Linked DNA regions of Sus scrofa: region 2 is linked to region 1. The links are chromatin contacts, called in public HiChIP or PLAC-seq maps. All regions are on one chromosome and are shown on one strand. Each heading gives the region's core, a stretch centred on a gene start, on an enhancer-like site or on the middle of the called end of the contact. The rest is flanking DNA. Distances are from core to core; before and after follow the strand shown. Region 1 holds the start of SNX9 (sorting nexin-9). Region 2 overlaps LOC106506439 (a long non-coding RNA gene).

What was found. HiChIP or PLAC-seq counts read pairs in DNA pulled down with a chosen protein or histone mark.
Region 2: a contact with region 1 is called in an H3K27ac HiChIP or PLAC-seq map of alveolar macrophages. The contact joins the enhancer-like site here to the promoter of SNX9 in region 1. A contact is called at or near these places in 1 of 5 promoter capture datasets (liver), 15 of 47 Hi-C or Micro-C datasets (alveolar macrophages, blood, brain and 8 more) and 2 of 2 datasets of contacts at active chromatin or transcription factors (alveolar macrophages and skeletal muscle).

What each region holds. Positions count from the first base shown.
Region 1 is chr1:9,237,399-9,244,207 of Sscrofa11.1, reverse strand. It overlaps SNX9 (sorting nexin-9), which reads left to right and starts at 5,185. Exons shown (of 18, transcript XM_003353171.4): 1 at 5,185-5,468. The coding sequence starts at 5,457.
Region 2 is chr1:9,306,808-9,313,082 of Sscrofa11.1, reverse strand. The region is part of intron 3 of LOC106506439 (a long non-coding RNA gene); the gene reads left to right. Among named protein-coding and RNA genes, the nearest start is that of SNX9, 71 kb to the right of the region's middle. Within about 2 kb of position 4,667, at least 26 of the 83 cell types and tissues checked have an H3K27ac peak or open chromatin away from gene starts, as enhancers often do. A contact at or near this core is called in alveolar macrophages, liver, retroperitoneal adipose tissue and 2 more, where this site is marked.

The DNA of each region.
Region 1 (6,809 bases), core at 3,936-6,435:
AGCCCAGGCGTCCTAGGAATCCTTATCATGCCCTGGATGTGCATGATAAAGAGAGTGCAAAACCCAAACAGAGCGGCTCTGTTGCTCCGGCTGCAGCTCTTTTTTCCTTTGAAAGTGCAATCTACTTATAACCAAAAGCAGTCTGCAGATGCAAATCAAATTTCTTAAGTAATCAACTGTTCTCATCAATGGGGGTAAAGGAAATAACTGGACTTGGCTGCGGAGGAAAGAACTGAAACTGGCTCTAGAGCAAGTCACTGAACGTGGCAAGTAGCAGGCTCGATGCCCGGGCTCTGAGGGCCTGGGGAAGGCGCCACCTCTGAGGGACACTGTCAGGGAAGGAGGACGAGGGGAGGGGAGAAAGGGGTCCGAGCGGGTGATCTATGGAAGCAGAAAATGAAACCACCTCCTTCCCAGCTTCACCCAGGGCTCTTCCTGAGCATCCTGAGTGAAGTCAGCTTTCTAGTTCGGGAGAAGCCCCTGTCCCGCTGGGTGGCTGGACTTTGTGAGATGAGAGAGAAGGACACTCGGTTTCTTCTGTCCTTCGAGTGGGGGCGGATGGTTCCTAGCACAGTCCAAGACTGCAGCCCTTGCTGGTTTTTTTTTTTTTTTTTGTCTTTTGTCTTTTTGTTGTTGCTATTTCTTGGGCCGCTCCCGCGGCATATGGAGGTTCCCAGGCTAGGGGTTGAATCGGAGCTGTAGCCACCGGCCTACGCCAGAGCCACAGCAACGTGGGATCCGAGCCGCATCTGCAACCTACACCACAGCTCACGGCAACGCCGGATCGTTAACCCACTGAGCAAGGGCAGGGACCGAACCCGCAACCTCATGGTTCCTAGTCGGATTCGTTAACCACTGCGCCACGACGGGAACTCCCCTTGCTGGTTTTTAGCAGCGACTGCCTTGACCGTCACGAAACTCCCTTCAAACCTCTTACGTGAAATATTTTTAATTTGGAAATGACATATCTTGGAGACCTGTGATAAGAGAACTTAACTCATGGCCATGAGTAGGTCATTCTACTACCCGGGTCTCGTTCCTACAGCTGTAAAAGAGAAGACTGCCGTTTTATCATCCCATATGCTCGGTAATTACATCCAAGACAAACCCGTGCCACCCAATAGCCAAAAAGTACCTAGGAGGTATGCCCTCCAAGGATAAGCCACACTAAAGAGTATCTAGAGAGTATTATCCTCAAGAGAATTAAATCTCTATTTATTGCACTTTTAATAATGAATTGGGAACGGTATCTCCAGTAAATATTATTAAATTTAACTGTTTCATTTTCACACATACCAATCGAATCAACATTATCTCATACAGTGTTGTCACAGAGGAATAACACTTCTGAAAAATATTTAGTTATTTAGTTATAGACATTTTCTCTATTTCCTCACCTCCTTGACCCATGAATCTAGAAGCATATTCTTTTTTTTTTTTTGTCTTTTTTAGGGCTGTACCCTTGACATATGGAGGTTCCCAGGCTAGGGGTTGAGTCGGAGCTGCAGCTGCTGGCCTAAACCACAGCCACAGCCACGCCAGATCCGAGCCACATCTGCAACCTACACCAGAGCTCATGGCAACACTGGGTCCTTAACCCACTGAGCAAGACCAGGGACTGAAACCGCGTCCTCATGGATGCTAGTCAGATTCGTTCCTGCTGAGCCACGAGGGGAACTCCCTGAAGAATATTAAAAAAAAAAAAAAGATATTATTATTGAGTCATAAAACTTTCAGAAACCTTATATTATGTAATAGATAAGTGGTTTTAAAATGTGTTCCACAGAAGCTTGAAAATAAACTCCGGTAAATGCTATGTTGCTTAATTCGTGATTTGCAGCTCCTCTCATCCACTCATTTACTCTTTCATTTCCCCACGTGGAGGTGTGGGGAAATGAGACACTTGGTGTGCCTCTGGGCTTGGTGTGGCGCTAGAGGCAGGCACAAGGTGGGGTCACAGGACCTCCTCTCCTCAACTCACAGTCTGATGGGGGAGGCAGGCACATGGTCACTCTAGTGAGTTTCAATCCGAGATGTTTCCAAAGCCAGGGAAGCCAGTACCATGAAAACTTATACTGGTAGAACTTGACTTAAACTGGGGACAGGGGAGACTTCCCTGATGAGTTTTAACTGCTGTGACAGTTTGGAGGAGCTCTGAAGGATGAGTGGGATGTTAGCTGGTGTGTGGGTGTGATGGAGGCCGAGTGGATGGCTGATGGGTGGCAGGTGTTTCATCTAAAGAAACATCAGCAACACCATGGGAGCGTCCCAGTGCAAAATAAAACATGAAGCTCCTTGTTCAAATGATTCGGATTTTTTCTTTTTTTTTGTCTTGTCTTTTCAGGGCCACACCTGCGGCATATGGAGGGTTCCCAGGCTAGGGGTCAAATCAGAGCTGTAGCCGCCAGCCTACGCCACAGCCACAGCAATGCCAGATCCAAGCCGAGTCTGCAACCTACACCACAGCTCACGGCAACGCCGGATCCCCAACCCACTGAGTGAGGCCAGGGATTGAACCCACAACCTCATGGTTCCTAGTCAGATTCGTTTCCGCTGCGCCATGACGGGAACTCCTGATTCAGAATTTAAAGATGGTGAGAGCAGAGCATTAAAGCAAGGACAGGGCCCTTCGAGACTACACAGTTCACATGCCCCAAAGCTAGTCCTGGTCCCTGGATGGAGCATGATGCTCAGGAGTCAGGAGGAAGTGAGAGGCCAGTGTGGTCGGAGCACAGCCCTGGGAATAGGAGCCAGAGAGGTTCACTTAAGGAGTATGTCAGTGACTACTCTTCCCGGCTCCAAAAAACAGTGCCCATGGTGCTTTTACCACCTCAATAGCATAGGCAGTGATTTCACTTTTATTGAAATATTTACATTAATTTGCATTGGTCATCCTGAGTTTGGAGTCAAGTAGGTTACTTCTAAAAATGAAACCAGGGTTACAGAAGCTATTCGAATGGGAAAAGCTTGGACTCTGGTCTTCTTGCTTTCTTGGTGCTGGGTACCTAGGATGATTGGTTGCCTAGAACTTGCCAAATAAGCCCGCAGAAAGGCGTGTCATAGGAGTAACCCTGACCTTGTACCTTCCTCTCGAAACATGCATTGCTGGACTGTTGCAAGGAGCTATACCCAGCTTTCAAATTTAAAAGAATAGGTAAAACTCATTACTCACAGTATTACCCAAGTTCATATCCTGGCTTCTGCACTGCTAGTGTGTGCTCTTAGGATATTTATTTAGTTGCTTGTTTTTAAAATAAATGTCAACTTGTTTTTAAAATAAAGTAATACAGGAGTTCCTGCCATGGCACAGTGGGTTATGAACCTGACTGCAGCAGCTTGGGTTACTTTGGATGCTTGGGTTTGATCCCAGCCCAGCACAGTGGGTTTAAGGATCCAGTGTTGCAACAGCTGTGGCATAAGTAGACACTGTGGCTCGGACTGAATCCTTGGCCCAGGAACTTCTATACGCCACAGGTGCAGCCAAAACATTTTAAAACATAATAAATTTTAAAAATGAAATAAAGTAATACACATACATATTTAAAAATCCTGACAATAGCCTCTGGCGAATCTTTTCAGTAATTTCCTAGGCATATAAAATATAGATTCATATTTTTTACACAAATGAATTGTACTATACATAAAGTTCTTTTTACCTTTATTAACAGCTTTTAAAATACTAGCATTTCTTATGGGCTTCCTATTCCTAGTATTTCATTTGTATGGATATACTCTATTTATTGCAGCAGACATATTAACAAATATAGAGGTTATTATCTTCTCTGGGGGTTATTACAGAACAATGCTTTACTGAACATTTTTGCTCACTGGAACAAGTCTGATAGGATAAATTCCTAGAAGTAGAGCTGCTAGGTCCAAGGCTATGGTCATTTCTAATTTTGGTAGGCATTACCAAATCAACCAAGTTATTTAAGTGAGACTTGATTTCTTCGTGTCTGCAAATAGCGGCCAATAACCACTTTCTCCAAGTTTTCTTATAAGGATTAAGTGAGATTAAGGCATATAAAAGTCTACCGCATAGCAAGCAGGCTGTCAGTGAATGCTGGTTTGTAACTTTACTTTCACCTAGAAAGTCAACTATTTATGAATATTATGAGTATGGCTATAGCCATGAGCTCAGCAAACACAAAAATTCACAGAAAGCTGTAGTACCATATCCGTTTTAAACCCTTCCGTTGAATGTAACCAGTGAAATCTCTGGAAGTCAAACAGAATATTTTTGAGAGGACACAATTTGACTCTGACTCTAAATATCACTTTCCCAGCCTAAATTGAGCTTCAACCCCGCAGATGAGGATTTCTTAGGCATTCCTGGTTCTCTGAAGGACCAGGATATATATATTCCTGATAAAAATCAAGAAGGACAACGCTACTCTCTCCATCAAGGTATGTTTTCCAGTCCTCTCTTTTACACTAGAGGGAAAATCCTGCTGCCTAAGTCATTCATTCGTTAATGCAGCCCTGCATCCAACCCTGAAGAAAAAGCTTTTGACAGGAAAATGGAAATTCTTAGACTCCCATTTTTTCCCTTTCAGGAAACCTGTGGGGTCTCCCCCAAACCTCTGAGGCCCTGAGAAGCTTCTACATTTATCAAGAGGCCAGAAGGAGGTTAAGGGGATGCCTCGGAACGAAATTCTCAAGCGTCGGGGCCCAGAAGCTCCAGCCGAGATTACAGCCCGCGGTAAACTCCAGGCTGGAGGCAGATCCTCCTTGAAGGGCCGGGAAGCCATTGCTCGGCGCCGTGCTGGCTGTTTACTGCACACTCACTGCACTCTGCCCGGAGCACGACGGGCCCGCCGCAGTCCCGACGGGGGACAAAGAGCCCGCGGGGGACTCGTGCCCCGCCGGGGGACGCAGAGCACCGGCCGCACCCGGTGCATCTCGCCCAGAAAGTTCAGCCGCGGTGGCCGCCGGGGGGCGGGGGGGGCGGTTGGGACTCGGCTCCCCCGGCAGGCGCTGCCCCCGAGCGTGTCCCCACTCCCCTCTTCGGTCCCCACGGGCGGTGACCCCGGGCCCCGGCCGCCACTCGGGACGCGGCCCCGAGCACTGGAACAAAGGGCGCCCTGCGGCGGCGGCGGCGGGGCCCGGGGCGGAGGCTCCGGGCGGGGGCGGAAAGCGGGCGAGGAGGCCGGGCCGGCCGAGGGCACCGGGCGCGCTTCCGCCGGCCGCGCCGCGCACGCCGCGGTAAATGGGAGGCTCGGCCGGCGGGGGCGGGGGCCGCGCAGCCGGGGAGTTTCAGGAACTGGAGGAACGGGCGGCGGCAGGAGTCGCCCTGCGCCGAGACTCGGGGCCGAGGCGGAGCCGCCGCCGCCGCCGCCGCCGCGCCGGGGCCCAGCCGTAGCCGCCGTCGCCTTCGCTCTCGCCGGGCCGCCTCGGGCCGCCAGCCGCGACGCGGGAGAGGAGCCGGCCGTCCCGGGTCGGGGGAGCCGCCCGCCATGGCCACCAAGGTGAGGGGCGCGCGGCACAGGCCCGGCCGGCCGCTCGGCCCCGCCGCGGCGCGGGCAGGGTCGGCGCGGGGGGCGCGGGCGGCGGCGGCCGCCGGGGAGGCCGAGGGGGCGCGCCGGGGCCCAGCCAACAGTCCCTGAGGGGCCTGAGTGGCGCGGGACGGACGGGCGGCCGGGGCTGGGGCGCTCCGGGTCGGCTGGACGCGCGGGAGGGTCCCCCGGACGCGAGCCGCGCTGTCTGCAAAGTTTGCTCCTGAGCGGGGGCCGCGGCGGGCGGGAGGGAGGCGAAGTTCCCGCAGCCCCCGCGCCGGCTCGCCAGCGCCGCCCGACCCCCGGGGGCCCGACTCCGTCCAGAGCGGCGTCCACTCCCCGCCGCCCCGCGCGTCCGGCCGCCGCCGGAGAGCGTCGCCCCCGCCGCCCGCCGCCCGCCGGAGCGGGAACCCCAGCGTCGCGGGCCGCTGGCGGGGGGCCGATTCCCCCGGAGACCCCGGCCCGAGCGCGCTGGGGATTTTGAGTTCGGGCCGGTGACCGGAGGCTCCCGAGGACGGAAAACGCCACTTGAACGCCCCGCGCTTCCACTGCCTTCGGTTTTCTTGTTTTTTGTTTTCCTTTTGTCTTGCTACCTTTTCAGTTTGAATGTTATTTCCAGCATGAATAAAATACAAAGAGGGAAATGACTCTGCTTTCAGTTACGTATTTGCTTGAATAAAGGTCCAGGCCCGAATTACGTGGTGGAACTTTGACTCGCGCTTGGTAATTGGCCAGGAGGACTGGTCTGCTTATTTCACGGTATTGTCGGTGGGATTAGCGGTCACCTTTTGTCACCTGAGTCTGCAGGAGCCACCCTCCCCCGCTCCCTGGGCTGGGGCGTTTTCTTTAGAGTTTGATGCAGGCTCGTAATTAAAAAAAAAAAAAAAAAAAAGCCACGATCACGGAATGAGGACTAGAGGTAGGGAGTCCCCTCCGTCTGGAGCCAGTGATGTGGTTTGAGTTGACTTTTTTATCTGATTGCTTTTTGCAAATAGTTTTTGTAATGTTCCCTTTTAAAACATCAGCACCCCCTTCCATATTTATGTTTGAAACCTGGAAGCTACTCCTGGGTTGGTGGAAATCTTAGAAGTTTGTTGTTGGGTTTTTGTTTTGGGTAGAGAGAGAAAACTTAGAAAACTAATAATAAATGTCACATCCCTTTGAAGGATCAGATTGATAGTCTGTTAAATGTTGTGCTCTGTGTCTGTCTAGGTGCAGTGTTTATTACTATTATTATTATTTTTAATGGAGACTCTTCTCCAGTGAACCTGTTGCTGTTACTGCAATAATTACCTTCTGGTTTATGGATTATTG
Region 2 (6,275 bases), core at 3,418-5,917, 69 kb before region 1:
TTTCAAGGCAGAAGGGAGGGGCGGGGGAGCCATCAGCCAATGAAGACAAAGGGCTGACTTTAGGCTGGGGTGGCGTCTTCGGTGGGGAGGGGGAAACGGCGACGGTTTCGCAGGGGGGATTTTCTTCCTCTGGGACGGACGAGGGGGCAACCAGGGCGCACGGGGCAGGTTGGTTTATTAGTGCTGACCGGAAAATTCTGGTTGTTTGAGATTACAATTCTGGTGAAGGTCGAAACTGCATTTCAGTCAGGTATTAAATCCAGGTTGGGTACCCTGGGTTTTAGCACAAGCGATGCCATTTGGAGCCTGTGTTTATTTGGTTTGATAATACAGTTCCTGGATCATGATGGAGGGGGGGGCTTCTGAATGTTTCTGTAAGCTCAGGAAGGGATGGAGCATCCTTGCATGTCTCCCTTGCAAGCCCGACGTGGCCCCTGACTCTAGAAAGACCTGGAATATTTCGAGAGTCTCCACCTTCAGAGAAACTCCAGACAGTACAGGGATGGGGGACGCGCCTCATCAGTTTCGTTCAATCGGACACCGTGTGTGCACAGAGACCCTCCGGTCAATGTTGCGTAACCGTAGCCTCATCAGTCATCTCTGATAAGAACAATCGTAATAAAAATATGATGAGGGCAACTATCATGGTCACGACGGTCGTCAGGACAAAAGCGGTAACAATTTTAGTTAAACAAGGAAATGGAAAATACGTACCTACTCAGAGCATTTCCCTCTGGGCCACTTGGGGGGGGGTGATTTAGCCTCCTTCTCCGCCTTGAGCATGTACAACTGCACTACCTGGGGAGGAAATTTGTAATTTTTAAAAACCATTTAAAAAATTGTTTGCACGGAGTTTCTGTCATGGCTCAGTGGTGAACGAATCCGACTAGGAACCATGAGGCTGCGGGTTTGATCCCAGGCCTCGCTCGGTGGGTTAAGGATCCGCCATTGCCATGAGCTGTGGTGTAGATGGCAGACACAGTTCGAATCCTGCGTTACTGTGGCTGTGGTGTAGGCCGGCGGCTACAGCTCTGATTCGACCCCTAGCCTGAGAACCTCCATATGCCGCGGGAGCGGCCTCAGAAAAGGCAAAAGGTCAAAAAAAAAAAAATGTGTTTGCTACGTTGTATCGGCGTCTTCCAGCAGAACTTCCAACTGGGAGTCAGGCTGAGAAAGCACAGCAGCTCGGCAGAGGCCTGCGGGAGGCGGCAGCTCAGGGGTCAGGGCAGGTTCTCGTGGGGCCGAACGGGTCAGAGATCCTCCAGGAGAGCAAGGTGGCTTTTCTAGACGCGTGTCCTCAGGAAGCCGACAGCTGAAGGCCAAGGGGAGATACAGAAAGCTGAGCCCGGAGGCTTCGCAAGTCTGGGGCAGAGGCTGGGTCAGCCAGGGCCTGGCCGCTCCCCTCAGGGCCTTGCGGCCTGGAACTGCTCCTTGCTGGACGGCTCCATCCCGCCTGATCCTCCCAAAGATTCAAACCAAAGATGTTTATCCCCGCATGAGGGCTCTGGGGGAAACGAACTCCAGGAGACTCTAGAATCTGGATTTTGCGAAACAGACAGCAACCCAGTTGAACCAGAAAGCCTTCTGTGCCTGCGCCATTCTGTGGTTTAAAATCTTGGGTCGGTTGCTGTTACTGAGTACACCTGGGATTGCAAATACCAAGTGGCTCAAATTTCAGTGAAACCCTCTCTCCACACACAGCCAAGCTGCCCACCTCCAGGGGGCACCCTTGGCCTTGCTTTCTGCCTGAGCAGTATTCTTTGTGTAATTCCAAGGGGCTCCATCCACATAGAATCTCACTGCTGGCGCCCCCTAGCGTTGTGCAGCATGTTAGCCCAGCTTCTTCCAATGGAGCCGCTTGGACAGCTCTTGGCAAAGGAACCGTCAGAAATTCCTCTCAGAAACTCCTGGCTGACTTTCCCTCACAGCCCATTGACAAGAACTGGGTCACTTGCCCGTTGCTGAATCACTGGCAAGCAGTGGAATTCCCAGTGTAATTTAGCTAATTAGGAATCACATGCCAGGGCTGTGGTCGGACCCACTTCCTCCCTGAAGCACATGATCCCCCAGTCCTGGGAGGAGGCGGATGGGGGGGGCTGGTGACCCAACAGCATCTGCCGCACTGTTTCTGTTTCTTTGTTCGTGTTTGCTTATTTCCTCTACTCTTCCATTATGGTTTATTACAAGATACTGCTTATAGTTGCCTGGGCTCTACAGCAGAACCTTGTAGTTTGCCTCTGCTGGTCCCAAACTGCCAATCTCTCCCTCCCCTATCCCCCTCCCCCTTGGCAACCGCAAGTCTTTTCTCTGTATCTGTGAGTTGTCTGTTTCATAACATTCATTTGCGCCATGCTTTGCTTCTAATCATCAGCGTTTCCTAAAAGATGGGGGCCAGGGTCCCCTAAAGCACCTGTCCAGTAAGGAGCATGGACTCCGGGAGGTGGGAGCCCCCCATGGTTAAAAGAATAAATACAGCAATTGTGGGAGAAAGATGTCACAGCTACCATCAGCCTCCCACAAAGTTCAGAGTGGCTCTCGCACACCCACTCTGTGCTGTCTGGGAGAACAAACGTCAGAGGCCGCTTGGATAGCCTGGCCGTGGCGGGATCTCTGCCGGAACACGGAGGCAATTTAAGAAGGGCCCAGGCTGTAGAATTAGGTGGACCTGAATTTGAATCCTGGTTTTGCCATTTACTAGCTAGGTAACATTAGAAATGTTATGCAGCTTCTCTAAGTTTTAGTTTAGAAGTAGAGATGATAACAGAGTTCCCTGGTGGCTCAATGGACTAAGAATCCCATGTTGTCACCGCTGTGGCTCAGGTCGCAGCTGTGGCATGGGTTCAAGTCCTGGCCCAGGAAATTCTGCATGCTGTGGGCATGGCAAAAAATAATGATAAACTTAAAATTTGTTTTAAAAAGTAGAGATGGAGTTCCCTTCGTGGTTCAGCAGTTAATGATCCCAACTAGCATCCATGAGGTTGTGGGTTCAATCCCTGGCCTTGCTCAGCAGGTTAAGGATCCGGCATTACCACAAGCTGTGGTGTAGGTCGCAGACACAGCTTGAATCTGGCGTTGCTGTGGCTGTGGTGTAGGCCGGCGGCTTTAGCTCCGACTCAACCCCTAGCCTGGGAACTTCCATATACCATGAGTGAGGCCCTAAAAAGCAAAATATGTAAATAAATAAATAAAAATTAAAAAGTGGAGATGATAATACCTACCTCATAAGATTGTTGTGAAGTTTTGTTTCCAGTAGATAATGTCTCTATGGGAGTTCCCCTTGGGGCTCAACAGAAATGAACCCAACTAGTATCCATGAGGATGCAGATTCGATCCCTGGCCTCACTTAGTTAAGGATCCAGCATTACTGGGAGCTGTGGTGTAGGTCATAGATGCCACTTGGATCTGGCGTTGCTGTACCTGTGATGTGGGCCGGCAGCTGTGGCTCCGATTCGCAACCCCTAGCCCGGGAACTTCCATAAGCCGCAGGTGAGGCCCTAAAAAAAATAATGTCTCTAGCACATAATAGGTCCTCATTCAATGACTCTCAAACTTTGAGATTCTTAACAGTCGACTGAGAGTCTAGCTAAGCATGCAGATTCCTGGTCCTCGCCCCCCAGACACTCTGACTGCATCTGAGCCCAGTAATCTGCATTTTCCACACCAACCCAGCGGATGCTGATGTAAGTGAATCACTGGCACCCAGCACACTCCAGCTGGTGGTGTTATCGTGTCGTTAGAAGGAAAATCTGAGCAGGCCGAGCAGATCTCGTGTAATAAGAACATTCATCTTAATTATAATTTTCTGTCTAGAATTCCATTAAATTAGCTGCATACCATTAAAAAGAATTAGATCTGCAGTATTTGAGGTGTGCCAAGGGCCTGTAGGTAAATGCTGAATAATTCCAGGGCACTCTCTTTGCACAGGGAGACCAAGCACAAGGACCTGGGGGCGGAAGCCCTTCCCCAGGGGAGGAAGGCAGCCACCTCGACCTTTGCAGCCCAAATAAAACTCTTACTAAAATTACCAAGCCTCCCATTTTCAGCAGACAACCTCCGGTCTAGATTTCTATTTTTTTTTTTTTTTTTTTTAGGCAAGAAATAGCTTTATTGAGATAGGACATTTGTGAGAGATGCAAGCTGGCAGGCAGGAAAGGAGGCTCTGCCCGGTCTAGATTTCTAAAGCATTGTCCCCCACCCCCACCCCCCAGGCTCTGTATTTCTGTCCGTCCAGCTGACTTCCTGCCCCAGGAAAGGTAAAGAGCCAGGAAGAGCAAAGGTGAACCTCTCCCTTCCCTCTTCCCTTCCCCCACCCCCAGCAATTTCGGCTCTGCTGATGGTCTCGGATATAACACTGCTTATTTCCTGTTTCCAGTCTCTTGACCTCCACAAGCACAGAGCGCTCCCCTGAAATCCCTGCTACTGCCTGTTATTGCAAAACTAGATTAGAAAACATATTGCAGAAGCTGGGACTTGGAGCAGAAGCGCAGGGAAGAGCAGAGTCAGTCCAGCCAGCATCTGAGAGTTGAAGAGGGAATTTAAGGACAGAGCCGAGCTGGAGGTTGGGGAGGGGGGGTAGGGCGGGTGGGGAAGTGAAGTTCGTAGGGATGGGAGGGCTTGAGGAGGAAAGGGCTGGAGCCGAAGCCATCTCTGACGGTGCTCATCCTGCCTGGCCGAGGGAGTCTTGGCATCAGGCAAAGGCATGACGAAATGTGGTCTAGATGAGAGCCATCAGCTGCTCTCTTTCCAAAGGGCAAACCAAGGCGAAAACGAAATGAGAGGAGGGGAGCTCCCAAAGCTGATCTGTTCGAATCATTTGGGGTGCTGCTTAAAATACCCATTCCCAGGCACCACCCGACTCCCTTCCCCAGCAATTTGAATAATTAGACAGATTCGGTACTCCTGGTTTAGGGGTTCCCTGGTGGCTGGTGGCCTTTTGGGGGCAATGGCATTTCTTCTGTAGATTTTTCCAAGGAGTTAATGTCTTTTTCACAGTTCACTAATGACATATTCATAGGCCTTAATCCTCACAGCTCGGGCCATTTGAAGATCACCCTAGGTCCTCAGACCCTGCGTTTTGGAGCGTCTCACATCACAACAAACACGCTAAGACGGACACACACCCCACTTTGAAAAGGATTTTATTATAGTACTGTGGAAAGTAGCATAATGTCCTTTCTATCAAAGGACATCTTGGTGACTCCATTTTGCTCCGGTTTCACCTTCCTGGACGCCCCCCCTCCCCCTGCTCCCGGGAACAATATGTTTCAAATGAGCCGACCGAGAAGGATGTGCGCCCTGACCTGACCCATGGGAAGGGGACAGGTCCATCGCCTGCGTTAGGGATGAGCAGGGAGGGTCTTTCCTTCTTTGCACGCGCTTTTGGAGCCCCCTCGCCCTTCTGCAGAAGTGAAGAGCCTTGTCGAGGCCTCCCCGTGCTCACGTGTCTCATTTTCTGACACTGATGATCCAGCCATCTCCCCAACAGTACTTTGAAATTTTCTGGTGTGCTCACGTTATTTAATTTAGGGTCAGCCGTCCTTTCTTGGAGATCATCTAGATACTCAGGAATTTTTGCAAAGTAAAAAAACCTAATTTTGTAATGTGCTAAGAATTTCAAAAACACTAAATTTAACTACTAAAGGAGCGGATCTAAAGTTATACTTTCAGGCATTTAGTTGTATTCTTATTAATTTTGACTTTGAAGCTTTATTTGCATCAGTTAGGTTTAATTCTCCATCCCAGGTCTCCACCACTTCGGGGGCGTCTGGAGGAGCCTTTGGCTCTGGCGCCAATGGTGTCTAAGGGACCAAATCCCAGCCAGCAAAAGCTCTGTGATGTAATCCTGCCTCGGAGATGAGATAAACCCCACCAAGTGGTTTCTGTAATCACACAGCTACTCAGAGGCAGAGAGAGGACAAAAAGCCAGGTCTTCCTATTCTTCCCACTGGCAACAGAGGAAAAACTAAACAACTTCTGAGCACACTTACCTCTTTAGACAGCTGTTGTGCAAGGCTCATGGGAGATGGCATCAGAAGCCTAAAGGTGGGCACAAAGTAGGCTTGAAAAAAGATGGGGGCGTCCCATTGTGGCCCAGCGGAAACGAATCCGAATATTATCCATGAGGATGCGGGCTCGATCCCTGGCCTCGCGCAGTGGGTTAAGGATGCTAAGGATCTGGGGTGGCCGTGAGCTGTGGTGTAGGTCACAGACTCGGTTTGGATCTGGTGTGGCTGTGGTGTAGGCTGGCAGCTGTAGCTCTGATTCGACCCCTAGGC